Linked DNA regions of Mus musculus: region 2 is linked to region 1. The links are chromatin contacts, called in public promoter capture Hi-C maps. All regions are on one chromosome and are shown on one strand. Each heading gives the region's core, a stretch centred on a gene start, on an enhancer-like site or on the middle of the called end of the contact. The rest is flanking DNA. Distances are from core to core; before and after follow the strand shown. Region 1 holds the start of Atxn7l1os2 (ataxin 7-like 1, opposite strand 2). Region 2 holds the start of Cdhr3 (cadherin-related family member 3).

Region 1 (6,439 bases), core at 1,178-3,677:
ATCTCTTTCTACTTCCAGATCAGTGGCAGTATTGTAAAATTCCCAAATAATATGGGGATCCAGGGTGCCACTAGGCAGCCTTTTGGTTTGATAATCTAAGGGGTAGTGAGGCCAAATTCTATTGCAAAAGTGAATAAAGTTATGGCCCTTCTGATCAGATGCCAGGTGAAGAGGCTGGGCATCTCCGAAGAGGCATCCCAAAGGGAACAAGGATATGAAAATATGGTTTTTATGGATGGGAGAAGGGAAGGAAAATGTCACCTACAGCCTTGGGGGAAAACTGCTAATTAGGTAGAAATCTACCGTTGACTAGATAACCTTTTGGGGCCTGGCATGTAGTGGAGGACTACCCATGTTAACAGGGTTCCTCCTTCTCTTGCCTTGTCCCGGGAATTCTAAGCCCCCAAAATCATCTCTACTTGAGGACTGTCACACAGTCTCTATTTGTTCCTAGTTTATCAATTTCCTTTCTCTGAACAAAACCTGTTCAGTTAGCCCCTGAGATTCTTGAAATGCTTCCCCATGCTAATGAGGTATGCCAGGTACCCTAAGTCCCCAGCCCGTGACCTTTGCCCATCCTGGATGCCCTTACCCTCAGTCCCCAAAAACCTTATAAGCCTTCATTCACCATAAGCAAAGTTGATCTGTCTACTGACCAGCAGTCCCTGTGTGGGCATTCACTGTCGTGCTCACAGGGCTTCTCAACCCCCTGCTCAGTGTTTCTGCTCCTATTGACCTTGAGCATTGAGTCAGCTGATGATCCATGAGAATGAGGAGACCCACATGGCTTGTAGTCCCCTGCGTTCCCAGGACTCAGGGAGGACTAGAAGAGGACCAAGCCATTCAGTGGGTTAGCACCGCACTCTACAGGGCTCTGGGGCTCAGCCTGGCTAAGCTGGAGGAGAGACTGATACCAGGACTTTTGTAGATACCAGAAGGTAAAGATAAAAACTGAGTTCTCTCTCTCTCTCTCTCTCTCTCTCTCTCTCTCTCTCTCTCCCTCCTCCTCCTCCCCCTCCCTCTCCCCCTCTCCCCCTTCCCCTCCCCACCCCAACCTCATGTGTGTGTGTTCCAGAGGAAAGGGGTGGGGAATGGGGTTGCCAAAGCCAAGAGGGTCTAGAGGAGCTGTGCGATTACAGGTAGTTCTAAGGAAAGACAGGAAAGGAGGGCAGGAAGGGGCGCAATAGCCTGGTTGGGCCTAAGGAAATGTCAGGTGAAGAGGGCCACCAGGTAGTCTTAAAGACACTTACTGTCTAAGCCCAGCCTTGAGCCTATTGCATGTAACGAACTGCACTGTTTTTGCTGTATATGCAAATTTTTCTTGTATAGACATATAATGGCTTAATTACAGAAAACAAATACTTTTAATATTTTCCCACTGTCATTCATCAGCATGCATGAAATCTGTGTATTAGACTGTATTCAAAGGATTAATTTGTTCATTAATTTATTTTACTGAACTGCCTCTGCCCTCCCTCCTCATCCTGGGATTACAGGTGTTCATATTTATATCCTGCTATAATTTATGAGTTAATGTTTTGTTTGAGGTTGCCGGGATTAAATCTAGAGCCTCCCTCACACTGAACTCATCTATGCCCCTCTGGCCATTTTAAATAGGGTCTTTTTTTTCTTGTTCATTTAGATTTTGGGAGTATTGTTATGGCAAAGCGGGAGATCTAACCTCCAGTCTGGATATTCTAGTCAAGTGCTATACCATTGAGCTATGACCTAGTCGCAGATGTTTGGTTTGTTGCCGTGAATGGCATAAGAAGAATAAAATAAAATCATTAAAGTATGTTTTTGACTTGGGGAAAAGATAATTTCCAAGAATTACTGGCCTGTCCCTAAATATACATCAGCCAATTTGTATTATGTATTTCTGTTATGTAGCGTTTTTGGCCTTGACAATTATAAACTCAAAATACCAGCCAACTTTGAAAAAACGTTGAAGATGCTCTGTGCTTTGCAGTATCAAGTATTCAGCTGGCGTTTAATTCCTTAAAATAAGCAAGCACCTACGTGCACATTGGTACACAAATTTGCTTTTATTGTTAATGATGTTTACAAAGCAAAACGTTTTGCTTTGATTTAGTTTGTTTTGGTTTTCTGAGACAGGGCTATATATCCCAGGATGTTCTTCACTTCTGTTTGTAGCCAAGGATGCCATTGAACCCTTAATCTTCCACCCCCAAGTGCTGGTACTATAGACAGGCATGCATCATTGCACCTGACTTCAAAGAACTTTCTTTAAATTATATATCTATTTTATACAGGGTTGCACAGGAAATGTGTTAAAAGAGTTGAAAGTGGAGAATCATTACCGAGTGTAGTTCAGCAGAAAACACCCAAGCTCAATATCCATACCTGAGACCTCCTGCCAGGGCAACCCTGAGGGCTGCTCACCCAGAAAATGCTATTTAGGATTCTTAGAACTGCTAACGTTCTTTTCTCATTGATAAATCCTAGGTTCCCATCATTAAAACCTCATTCTGGAACAAACAAGTACAGGAAGCAGGAACCCGGACCAAACAAGCTCAGCCTCTGTGTTGGCAACTGCATCACAAGCTGGTGTCACAGACTGCCCGCCACACCCCTGCTTCTTCCTCAGGGGTGTGGAAGGGGGTTGTCCTGGTACCTGGGAGGGAAGAGGAGTGGGGCTGGGGAAGGTGAGGTGTTTCACGTGAATGAGCACGAAAGGGGCGGAGTTGGGCCCCCTGGAGGCTGCCTGGTCGCCTAGCAACGGCTCAGCTAGGAAACATGGAGCCTGTGGCTGACCGGGAGCTTCAGGCCAAGCTGTATTTAGAAAGACATCGGATCATGGAATTGCTGAATCAACTTACTAGCTTCCTCCTCTTTGCCCGACCAAGTAAGGGTCTTGTCTCCATTGGCTTTCTGACTCTCTCTCCCCCATCAAAGGGTCACCAGCACGCCGCTTCCCTCCCTATAGCCAGCCCTCTTCACTCGCTCCATTCCCTGCTTCCCCACGAGTGGAGGAGCCCTGCCGGAGTTCGAAGGCTCTATGAGCCCCTCACCCTCCACGCATATCCCCAGCTCTGAGTCAAACGTGATAAATGTCCTCTTGGTGCCGCAAGGAATGGTAGGGAGGCTGGCAGAGTCTGCGAGTGGCAGAGTCTGGGGACTGCCTAGCTCCAGGTCCACCCCTTATAGTTATGAGTGCTTGAAGCAAGGCTGAATGTCTGTCTCTTCCATGGGAAAATGGAGATAATAGTACAGATCTAATGGGGACAGAGCGAACACCGGGGACGGGGGGCGGGAGGGGGGTTCACATAAATTATAGCTATATCAGCCTTGGCCAGGCAAGCAATAGATCTTTTCAATTCAATTCTAAGGAGTCTCTGATTTATTAAGGGAGATAAACAATGGTTAGTGTGAGCTGCCAGGATCCTCCTGGGGAGCTAGGGTTTTTTCCTGGCATTTTTATAGATTAGACTCCTTCAAAGTTTGGGTTATTCCATAATTGTTATTGGTGCATGGTAAGACGTTACATTTGAGATGATGACAAGATTGCATCCTCCCAGGGTGAATTGAGCCTGCCGGCCTTCATGATAAGTCTCCAAAATTACAAAATGTTCATTTACTTCTCTGGAAAGGAAGCAGAAATACCATTCCAACGCAGAAAAACAAAACAAACAAAAAACCAAACCAAACAACAATAACAACAACAACAACAACAAAACCCGAAAAACAGTATAACCACTTAGGGGATGAGAAAAATATTTTGAAATATTTTATTGTATTTTTTAAAATGTATTCATTTAAACGTGTATAGGTGTTTTGCCTGCATATCTGGCTGTGTATCATGGGCGTGCCTGCATGCCTGTGTGCCTGGTCCCTGAAGCGGTTAGAAGATAAGTGTCACATCCCCTGAACTAGAGCTGCCCATGGTCTGAGGCACAATATGAGTGCTGGGACCTGAATCAGATCCTTGCTCTTAACTGCTAACCATTACATTTTTTTAAAAAGATGTATTTATTTATTTATTATATGTAAGTACACTGTAGCTGTCTTGAGACACTCCAGAAGAGGGAGTCAGATCTTGTTACAGATGGTTGTGAGCCACCATGTGGTTGCTGGGATTTGAACTCCGGACCTTCAGAAGAGCAGTCGGGTGCTCTTACCCACTAAGCCATCTCACCAGCCTACCATTAAATTTAAAACACAAATTTAGCACATCTAATGTTCAGAACAGCCAGTGTTTAATATACATATATATTTTGCTTAGATTATATTTCCTTTTTCTCTTTCTCTTTCTCTTCATTGTCAAAGTAATGAAGTCTAGACTCATCTGGGAGATGGGGCCCTGGCCACGTCTGTGGTTATGTCTGGACTGAGGGGGAAGCATTTCCATCAGGCTGCAGCATTCTCAGGATGAGGATCTTGGAGATATAAAAAGCAGAAAAGCAAGCTGAGCAGAAGCATCACCTCTCTGTGTTCTGCTCTGGGACTTTTACTGCCTTGATGGATTTTTAACTCCCATACTGTGATGCAAAATAAACCCTCCTCCCTTAAGTTACTTTTGCCAGAGTATTTTAACATAGCATCAGAAAAGTAACTAAGACAGAGACATACACTTCAAATAATGACCATTATGATTTCCTTAACATACACAGAGAAGCCGGGCAGTGGTGGCACAAACCTTTAATCCCAGCACTGGAAAGGCAGAGGCAGGCAGCTTTCTGAGTTTGAGGCCAGTCTGGTCTACAGAGTGAGTTCCTGGACAGCAGGGGCTACACAGAGAAACCTTGTCTTTAAAAAACAACAACAAATGCATATGTACATACATACGTACGTACATACATACAGAAGAGCAAGTAAATAACGCTATAGTGAAATAGTATTGGTCAAATTCTAGCAGCTGAAGTTGGTGATGGGTCCATTATCCTTTGCTTTAGGTTTGCTTTCCTTTTATTTATGCGTGTGTCTGCTTTAGTACTTGCCATGTGAACACAGGGGCCTAAAGAGGCCGTACTAAGTCATCAGATCCCCTGGAATTGGAGTTTAAGGCTGTTGTGAGCCACTTGAGGTAGGTTCTGGGAACAGAACTTGGATCTTTTGCAAGGGCACGTGTTATTAAATGTATAACCTTAAAAAATTAATTCTCACCAATAACTTTTAAAATTGTTAGAAAAAGTGGGCCTGAGACCTAATATTCAAAGCGTAAAATGCAGTGATGGTGGCATTGGCCATCTAAGCAGTGGTGTCTTATGTCTGACTTCTGCTGTGATTGCTGCATTAGTTTGGAAAGTGGACTCCATTTTCTGTTTTTAAATCAGTTTGACAGACGAGCCTGTTGATCCAGAGCACCACTTCTTTGTCAGACACAAACATTCTGCCTCGTCAGAAGACAGCATTTGTCTAAGACTGTTTCTGTTTCCTGGGTTAACTTCTTCCCTGCATCATGCCAACCCCTTTGTCTTTGTAATGTCCGTCCCTTTCTGCAAATTAGATCATCTGGGAGCTTGCAAAACACCCAACTTTAACTGCTAGAATTCGACCAATCTTGTTTCACCATTAGTGCCATCTACTTGCCTTTCTCTTTGTATGTATGTGCATGTGTGTGTGTGTGCATATGTATGTATGTGCATGTGTGTGTATATGTATGTGTGCACATATGTATGTGCATATATATGTATGTATATACATATGTATATATGTGCATATGTATGTATACATTTACATGCATATGCTTGTATGTGCATGTGTGTGTGCACGTGTATATGTATGCATGTATGTGTATGCATATGTATGTACATTTGTATATGTGCATATGTTTGTATATATACATTTGGTTTTTCAAGGCAGAGTTCTCTGTGTAGCCCTGGCTGTCCTGCCCTGTAGACCAGGGCGACGACCTCATAAGTGACTGTTAATACTCGTGCACAGTTTACTTTCATATATGAGTAAGTCTCAACTGTTAATTTGCAGAAAAACCAAGAGAGTATTTAATCTCTCTTTTGGAACGTCTGAGAGTTGCCAAGGCAACACACGTGGCATTTCCCTACTTTATGGACAACTCTAACACTGTGTCCATGTTTGAGATGATGGACATGGCCGGCAGAGGCTGCATATCATTTGTGCAGTATAAAGAAGGTCAGTGCGACCCATAAACCGACTGGGGTGGCGCCATCATTTTCTCTAGCTGAAAATAATCCTAGTTTGTAAATTTTTGTTTCTTCTCTTCCTCACTTTTGCAGCCCTAAAAAACTTGGGTCTGTGTACTGCAGATGAAGTTTTGAATGATGATGGACATATAATCACTCTGGATACATTCAGGGATGAAATGTAAGTTAAAATATTTTAATTGCATGGTATGATTTTGAAGTATTAATACCACTGCATATAGAGCACCACTACCCTTCCTTTAGTGTGTGTGTGTGTGTGTGTGTGTGTGTGTGTGTGTGTGTGTGGTGCCCAGAGC
Region 2 (6,439 bases), core at 1,435-3,934, 300 kb before region 1:
AGGCTTTCTAAAAATATAGATACCATCCATACACCTAGAGTTAAAATACACTGGGGTCCTCTGAGAGGGTCCTTCATTTTCTGACTGGCAAAAGACATGTGGCTCTTTGGTGTTTATGGAATGGAAAGACTTTGGTCTCAACCCTTTCCCATAGACACAGTCAAGAGTTTGTCACGTGCCTGTTCTCTGGGAATTTCCTTGTAAGTCATTGTCAGAATGTCACATGATCCCCTCTCAAACAGAAAGTTTTTTCTTTTTCCTCATCTTGGTAGGAGACAGGGAGGACAGAAGCCGAGTCAAGCACAGACGTGAAGTGGGCAGAAGATTTGAGGGTCTACATTTGGTGAATGTTCTCCAGTAAATGTGAAAGCCACACATGCATCAGACTCTAAAAAGGTGATGTTCAACCCAACCAAATACACACTGGATGCCATCTTGATAGCAAGGGCCCTTGGAGCACTAGAGATGTGAAAATCTGACATTGTTGGGCTGGCATTGTAGTTGAAGCGACAGGTCATTAGAGATGACTTACAGAGCTCATGACAGCCATTTGGGTATTGAACTGAGCTGTTTGAATAGAGGCAAGGGCCATTCCATGGTGCAGTGGGAAGAGGGTTTATGATGAACAAGAAAAAGTGGGAAGGATGTAGGGAGTGGTGCACCTGGCATGGGCCTTTCAGAAACTTTGGACCTAAGGAAAGAAAAGAGGAGGCTGCTTTGCTTTTGTTGAGGTTGTTGTCATGCATTCTGAAGGCAGGTGCACATTGTCTTTCATCACACGAAGACCCTCCCACAACTCTACAGTTCTAGAGCAATCATTACAATCAGGTTCTCAGACTCACAAAAGATGAGAGGAAAAAATGGACTATATCACAGAAGTCCTTCAAAAATCTTGACTGCGGTGGGCAATGTGTAAGTGTGTAGTCTGTTAGGCCAGACAAGTGGGATGCACTTGTCTATAGGAAATCCCAAGTACACAGGTGCTTGTAAGTCTGTGCCATTTGTTTCTTCTACACATTTGACAGTGTTCAAGTGAGAGTCACTGACAGCGTGTGTCTCACCTCACTCTTCCCCTGGTGACAATAACTGTCACCTCTTAACTCAATCATAGCTCAAAGGCTCATATTTCTGGGGAACTTTCAAATGTTTCAAGAGCCTGGACCGTTCATGGCCTGCTTTTACTCTGTGGACTTTCTGCCCTCCACAACTAAAGCCTCAGGTTAAGGAGGGCAAACATTTGGAAGCCCAATTTTTATTTTTATTTTATTAGCAGATCAAAGCAGAAAATCAAACATTTTTATGGGTCTTGAAAAAAGCATTTTGATTTAAAAATCCATTTTGATTTAGAACCAATCATCTAGATAAAGCCATCTCCTAAATGTAGAAGACATTTCTACCTTAGGCCAAAAACTAGCATTGTGCCTTGGGGTGCAGGCATCAGGGCTGTTCACTTTCCTTATTAGTTAAAAGTGGTCAGGAAGGCCAGGACGGGCCTGGCATTGGATGAGAGAAAGAAACAGTGCATATAGCATCGGCACAGAGGACTATCAATGTTCATTCTCTTCGATCCTGGGAAGTACATGTGAATTAAAGGAGACACTGTTAGAAATGGTGAGATAACTCCTTAACAGCTGTCCATACATTGCATGAAAATAAGCAAAAGGAGGAAAGAGAAAGAAAAGACTTTATTTATAAAAGTAAAGAAAGAAAAATACACCCAAATAACGAGCTCTGAATGCAAACATCCACATAAAGGAACCTAACTTACCTTTGAGGGGAAGAGAGGAATATTTGAGCAAATACCTAGAACTACGATTGGGGAATGAGCGGCATAAAACATCAGTGCAATCTTTACTGTGTTCCTCGGCCCTTCTAAGTATCTTACTATCTAACTCATCTCGGAGGTAAGTTACTCCCATATCAACCTGCAAATTAACATGAGTGAATATATTATGCATACATTACCTATTCAAAATATAACACTCCATTTAAAAAGCTTAGTTTCAACAATCCAAAGGTATTCTTAAAAATCATGGAACATTTGTGAAGCTCTTGAATGGAGAAAGAACATAGAGGAAGTGTCGGGTGGAATCTTGGGTCTCTTATCAGAAGGACTGGCCTTTGCTCCTTAGGGAGACAATTGCCCCTCCATATCTGTTTCCCAAGTTCAATGCCTCCAAGAAGGACTTTGTCACAAAGGTTGACTAGGCATCTGTATACAGCTAGGCTCTAAGAAGCACTTTCCCAGCATTAGTTCTCAGAGAGACTCCTCACACAGGCCAGTCACAGCACAGTGTGCTCTGTATAAGCCCAGGCTCTGCTGTGGTCCTTTAAGTCATGTCTGCTCCAGGACCTCTGACCTGAGGGTGCAGCCTCCCCAGAGTTGCTGCGTCTCTCACATCATTGCAGAGAAGCCCCCACAGTAGAGAGCCTCACAGTGACCATGTCTTCTCTGGGGAAATTCTCAAGGATTGGTGTTCTGCAGAGCAAGCAGGCCAAGCAAGGCTTTGCAGAGCACGGGGCTCACAGGGCTCTTACCTGAGGTGATCCCAAAGAGAACAAGGACAATGACTGCCCCCTGCATGCTGGATGGCTCCCTGTGTGTACGGCCACAGAGGATTTTTATCCAGTGTTCTAGCCCTCATTTATTCTAGACACCACCATTCTCCTTTCCCTCCTGACTTTGTTGCCAGGCAGGAAACCAAACAGAGGCTTTGGTGGTAACTAAGGGAGACTCTAAACACTGTTGTCTGCTTGTTCCTTGATGACCAACACGTGTGATAACCTGCTACCCAATAGGCTAGCTTGTCCATCCTAGTTAGCCCCAGGTCTCTCCCCAAAGTCCTTATCTGTAAGTCTCTACAGAGAGCTCACAGCAAGAGAAGAGGGCAAAAACGTGCCACATTAAAAAGTACTCAAAGCTGTGCATCCTTGTCATGAACACGGTGGTCGTCATCGTCCTGTAACCAAGCCTGTTGTAGTTTGCCCAGGCAAGGGCTGCAAATGAGGGGGTCTCTAATGACTTGGAGAGAAGGTTCAGACTTGGAACGCTCTGGAACTTGTTCTCAAGACGACAGTTAAGAGCTGGGACCAAATGGCTTCGTAAAGCAGACACCTGGTTGATGTTGCCCTTTGACACTGTAAATGAGTTCGTTACTTTGTTTGTTGATGTAATAAAGCACCTGACAAAAGCAAAGGGAGGGATGGAAAGCCTATTTTATGTCACAGTCATCAGGGGGCAGGAGTGATGGTGCAGGGAGTCATCATGGCAGGCAGAGCAGGCAGCTGTCATGCTGGCTGCATCTGCAGTCAGGCAGCAGGGGATGAGTGCTGGTTCAAGCTGGCTTGCTCCCATTTATTTAATCTGCCACCCCAGCCTGTGTGATGGTGTCACCCAGATTTAAGGTAGATTGTCCCACCTCAATCAACCAGTTTAGAAACTACCTCACAAGCCTGCCTGGAGGTGAGAGCTGTAGATGATTCTCTATACTGTCAGCGATATTAACCATGTCAGATGCCATCCACCACCATGGTCCCTCCAGAGCCCAGAGGTTGGTTGAAGAATATTGGAGTCAGGCTTCTGCCCAGTAGGGAGTGGTGTGGACCTTTACATTTCAGTGGCCATGGCAGCACTGTGCTGGGGTACACAGAGGGGTGAGTGAATTATCACAGCTTGGCTCCAGCTTCATTCAGAAAAATGGGTAATGGCGGGCTGAGGGAAGACGGCTGAGGAGTGGTGAGAAGAGTAATTGGGTTAGTGGAACACCATCTTCTCCACCCGCTCCCCTGCAATGGGTACCAGCCTGCTGTAGGGGAGGGATAGCCCAACAGCCCCAGATGTGGAGCGGTTGGGCCAAACCCTGAGTCAGGATGGAAATGGTTGGGGGAATCCCAGGTGCTTTCAAGAACTGTAACTGCACCCTGCATGCACACTGGGTCAGCCAGGAGATGAGACTCGAATTCCTATTTGTAGGAGTTTGAATGGTACACGTTATGGATAACTGAAGGCTCTGGCCCTCTCTTCTCTGCCATACAGGTTCTGGGAAAGTTTGAGCAGAGAGATCAGAGAGATGGCCTGGCCCTGTGTCCTCTCTCTCTCTGCCTAACCTTTCCTCAAAGCCTGTATGGCAGAGAGGATGTGGTCGGAGCCACGTGGAGTGCTCAGAGTCCCAATGCCAACTATCCCAGTCTGGAAGTGGAAGAGAGGAAGGACATGAGACACAGATTCCTATTTGTAGGACCCTGAGTGGTGCCGACTTTGAATAACTGACTACAGGTGACCAGAAAGCAAGGTGCTTTAAGAAACAACATGGGGAGATTCAAGCCTCAGGTTTGTAATCCTCACACTCAGGAGGCTAAGGCAGGAAGATGGCCAGCCAGAGCTACATAGTGAGTTTGGGCCTAGCATGAGTGACAGAGGAAGAGACAGGTGACATTGACAGTCGGTGCTCTCTTCAGAAACCCAGGACAGCAAGGCTGGCTCCTCTCACCAGTCTCCTCCAAGACATTTGCATTTCCACCCAGTTTGAGGCTCTTACTACTGACAGCTTATCTCCACAGCCCTGTGCATTCTACAGGAAATTTTCAGGCTCTCGTCACCAAAACATGATTTTGATCCTTAACTTTGCAGCTAAAATAACAAAGCACTTTATCCTTTAGCTAACTTCCTGAATAAAGCAAGAAGATTTGAAGTGCTAGTCTAGAGGCTTCTGTTTGAAGCAGCTAAACGGGTAAAACAAACAAAAAAACAAACAAACAAACAAACAAGCACCATAGCTTTGCTGTGTGACCTTAAGTAAATTACCTAACCTTTCAGATCTCAATTCTCACGCCTACCCATCAGGCAGGGACAGTAAGAGCTGCTATCCAGTGTTACTGCACAGTGAATGAGACAAGGGAGTGAATCAAACAGCTTACACACATCTTCTAACATACTGTTCACCCCAGAGGGATATCTACAAGGCAGGCAAGGGACACATAGTAGGTGTGCAGTATTCCCTGGCTGGACAAAAAGAGGTATACACAACAGTTGCCAAGTTACCAATTCTCACTCCTCAGTTTTTCCTGTCATATTAGTTACTGTAAATAATCCATTTCATTATGCATAATTAAAGCTGAAGTGGTGGCTCAGATTAAGTTATGGAAAACGTCAGAATAATTAAGGCTTTGAATTAAAGAAACTCACATCTGTTTAATTTTCAACCTGACTACACAGTGTTTGAATGTTGTCCTGTTTCCACTGGGTTCATGTGGACCTCACTTCCTCCCCCCACCCAGCTTCCCTGGGGCATGGGGGCCACATTGGAAGAGGCTGTGTGTTTGTTTGTTTTCTCTTGTAAACAGCTTCTGTTTCCAGATCCAGAGTGGATGCCGACGCCAGCGCCTGCCGCTCCTTCTAAAAGCACAGGGTTCAGATGGAGGAGCCCAGTTCCTTCTGTGTGACCCCTCACAAGTCATAGAGGCTACAAGGGCCCTGATGACCTTGCTCTCTTGTTTGGATTCCAGGTTGTTCCACTCACCAGCATCTATCTCCACAGGAAGATGAGTGAGGGGCTTCATGGTCTTGGACCAGAGCCTTTTACAAAGTCCAGGCTAGCCCAGCAGCCTGGTCAGGCCTTGAAGTACTTCTAGGGACCTGCCTGGGTGCAGCTTCCATGTTTCATGCATTAGTGATGTTTGTTGGCTTAGACACACAGTAGGTGTACAGTATTCTCTGGCTGGGTAAAACATGGAATACACAACAGTTGCCAAGTTACCAATTCTCACTTTTCTCCTGTAATCTATATGTACTTGAGAGAAATAGACAGATGAGACACTGAAGCTGTGCGGTGGATGCTCAATTGTTCTGCCCCCTTAACAGTTTTGAGGGCATGAGGTCAGGGCTGGAAGTGAACCTCCACATGCCTAGCCATCCTGCTTAGAACTCGGGCTTCCAGGAATGTAGGCCCTAGGACAAGGACATGTGGGATTTGCTGTTCTAGCATCTTGAATCCCCTGTCCTCCCAGAGCCACACTCAAATGGGGCCAGCATGCAAATGACACACAGCTTCAGGCAGGCGTGAAGCATGACCCAGTGGTCTAATAATATCCACATAGCTAGCAGCACTTACACAGCAGCCTCCAGTCTCCCCAGACTCCCCAAACTTCCAGGCAAGAGGAACTTGCCATTTTTCTTTTCCATATGTGTGTGTGTGTGTATACATATATACATATATATGTATATATAATTTATTTTTATGTTCATTAGTGTTTTGCTTACATGTATGTCTGCAGGAGGGTGTCAGTGTCAGAAGCCCTGGAACTGGAGAGATGACTCAGTAGTTAAGATCACTGGCTGCTCTTCCAGAGGACCCATGTTCACTTCCCAGCACCCACATGGCACTTGGCATTTCTTTGCACCCCACATTCTTCCCACTTAGCATGTTGCCAGATGCATAGA

The links. Capture Hi-C pulls out chosen DNA fragments and counts their contacts.
Region 2: a contact with region 1 is called in a promoter capture Hi-C map of pancreatic islet. The contact joins the promoter of Cdhr3 here to the promoter of Atxn7l1os2 in region 1. A contact is called at or near these places in 2 of 39 promoter capture datasets (the C10 cell line and liver) and 2 of 9 other capture datasets (liver and pancreatic islet).

What each region holds. Positions count from the first base shown.
Region 1 is chr12:33,392,333-33,398,771 of GRCm38.p6, forward strand. It overlaps Atxn7l1os2 (ataxin 7-like 1, opposite strand 2), which reads right to left and starts at 2,428. Exons shown (of 4, transcript NR_131031.1): 1 at 2,365-2,428. It overlaps Efcab10 (EF-hand calcium binding domain 10), which reads left to right and starts at 2,522. Exons shown (of 4, transcript NM_029152.1): 1 at 2,522-2,866; 2 at 5,947-6,111; 3 at 6,216-6,303. The coding sequence starts at 2,758.
Region 2 is chr12:33,090,191-33,096,629 of GRCm38.p6, forward strand. It overlaps Cdhr3 (cadherin-related family member 3), which reads right to left and starts at 2,685. Exons shown (of 20, transcript NM_001024478.1): 1 at 2,539-2,685. The coding sequence starts at 2,584.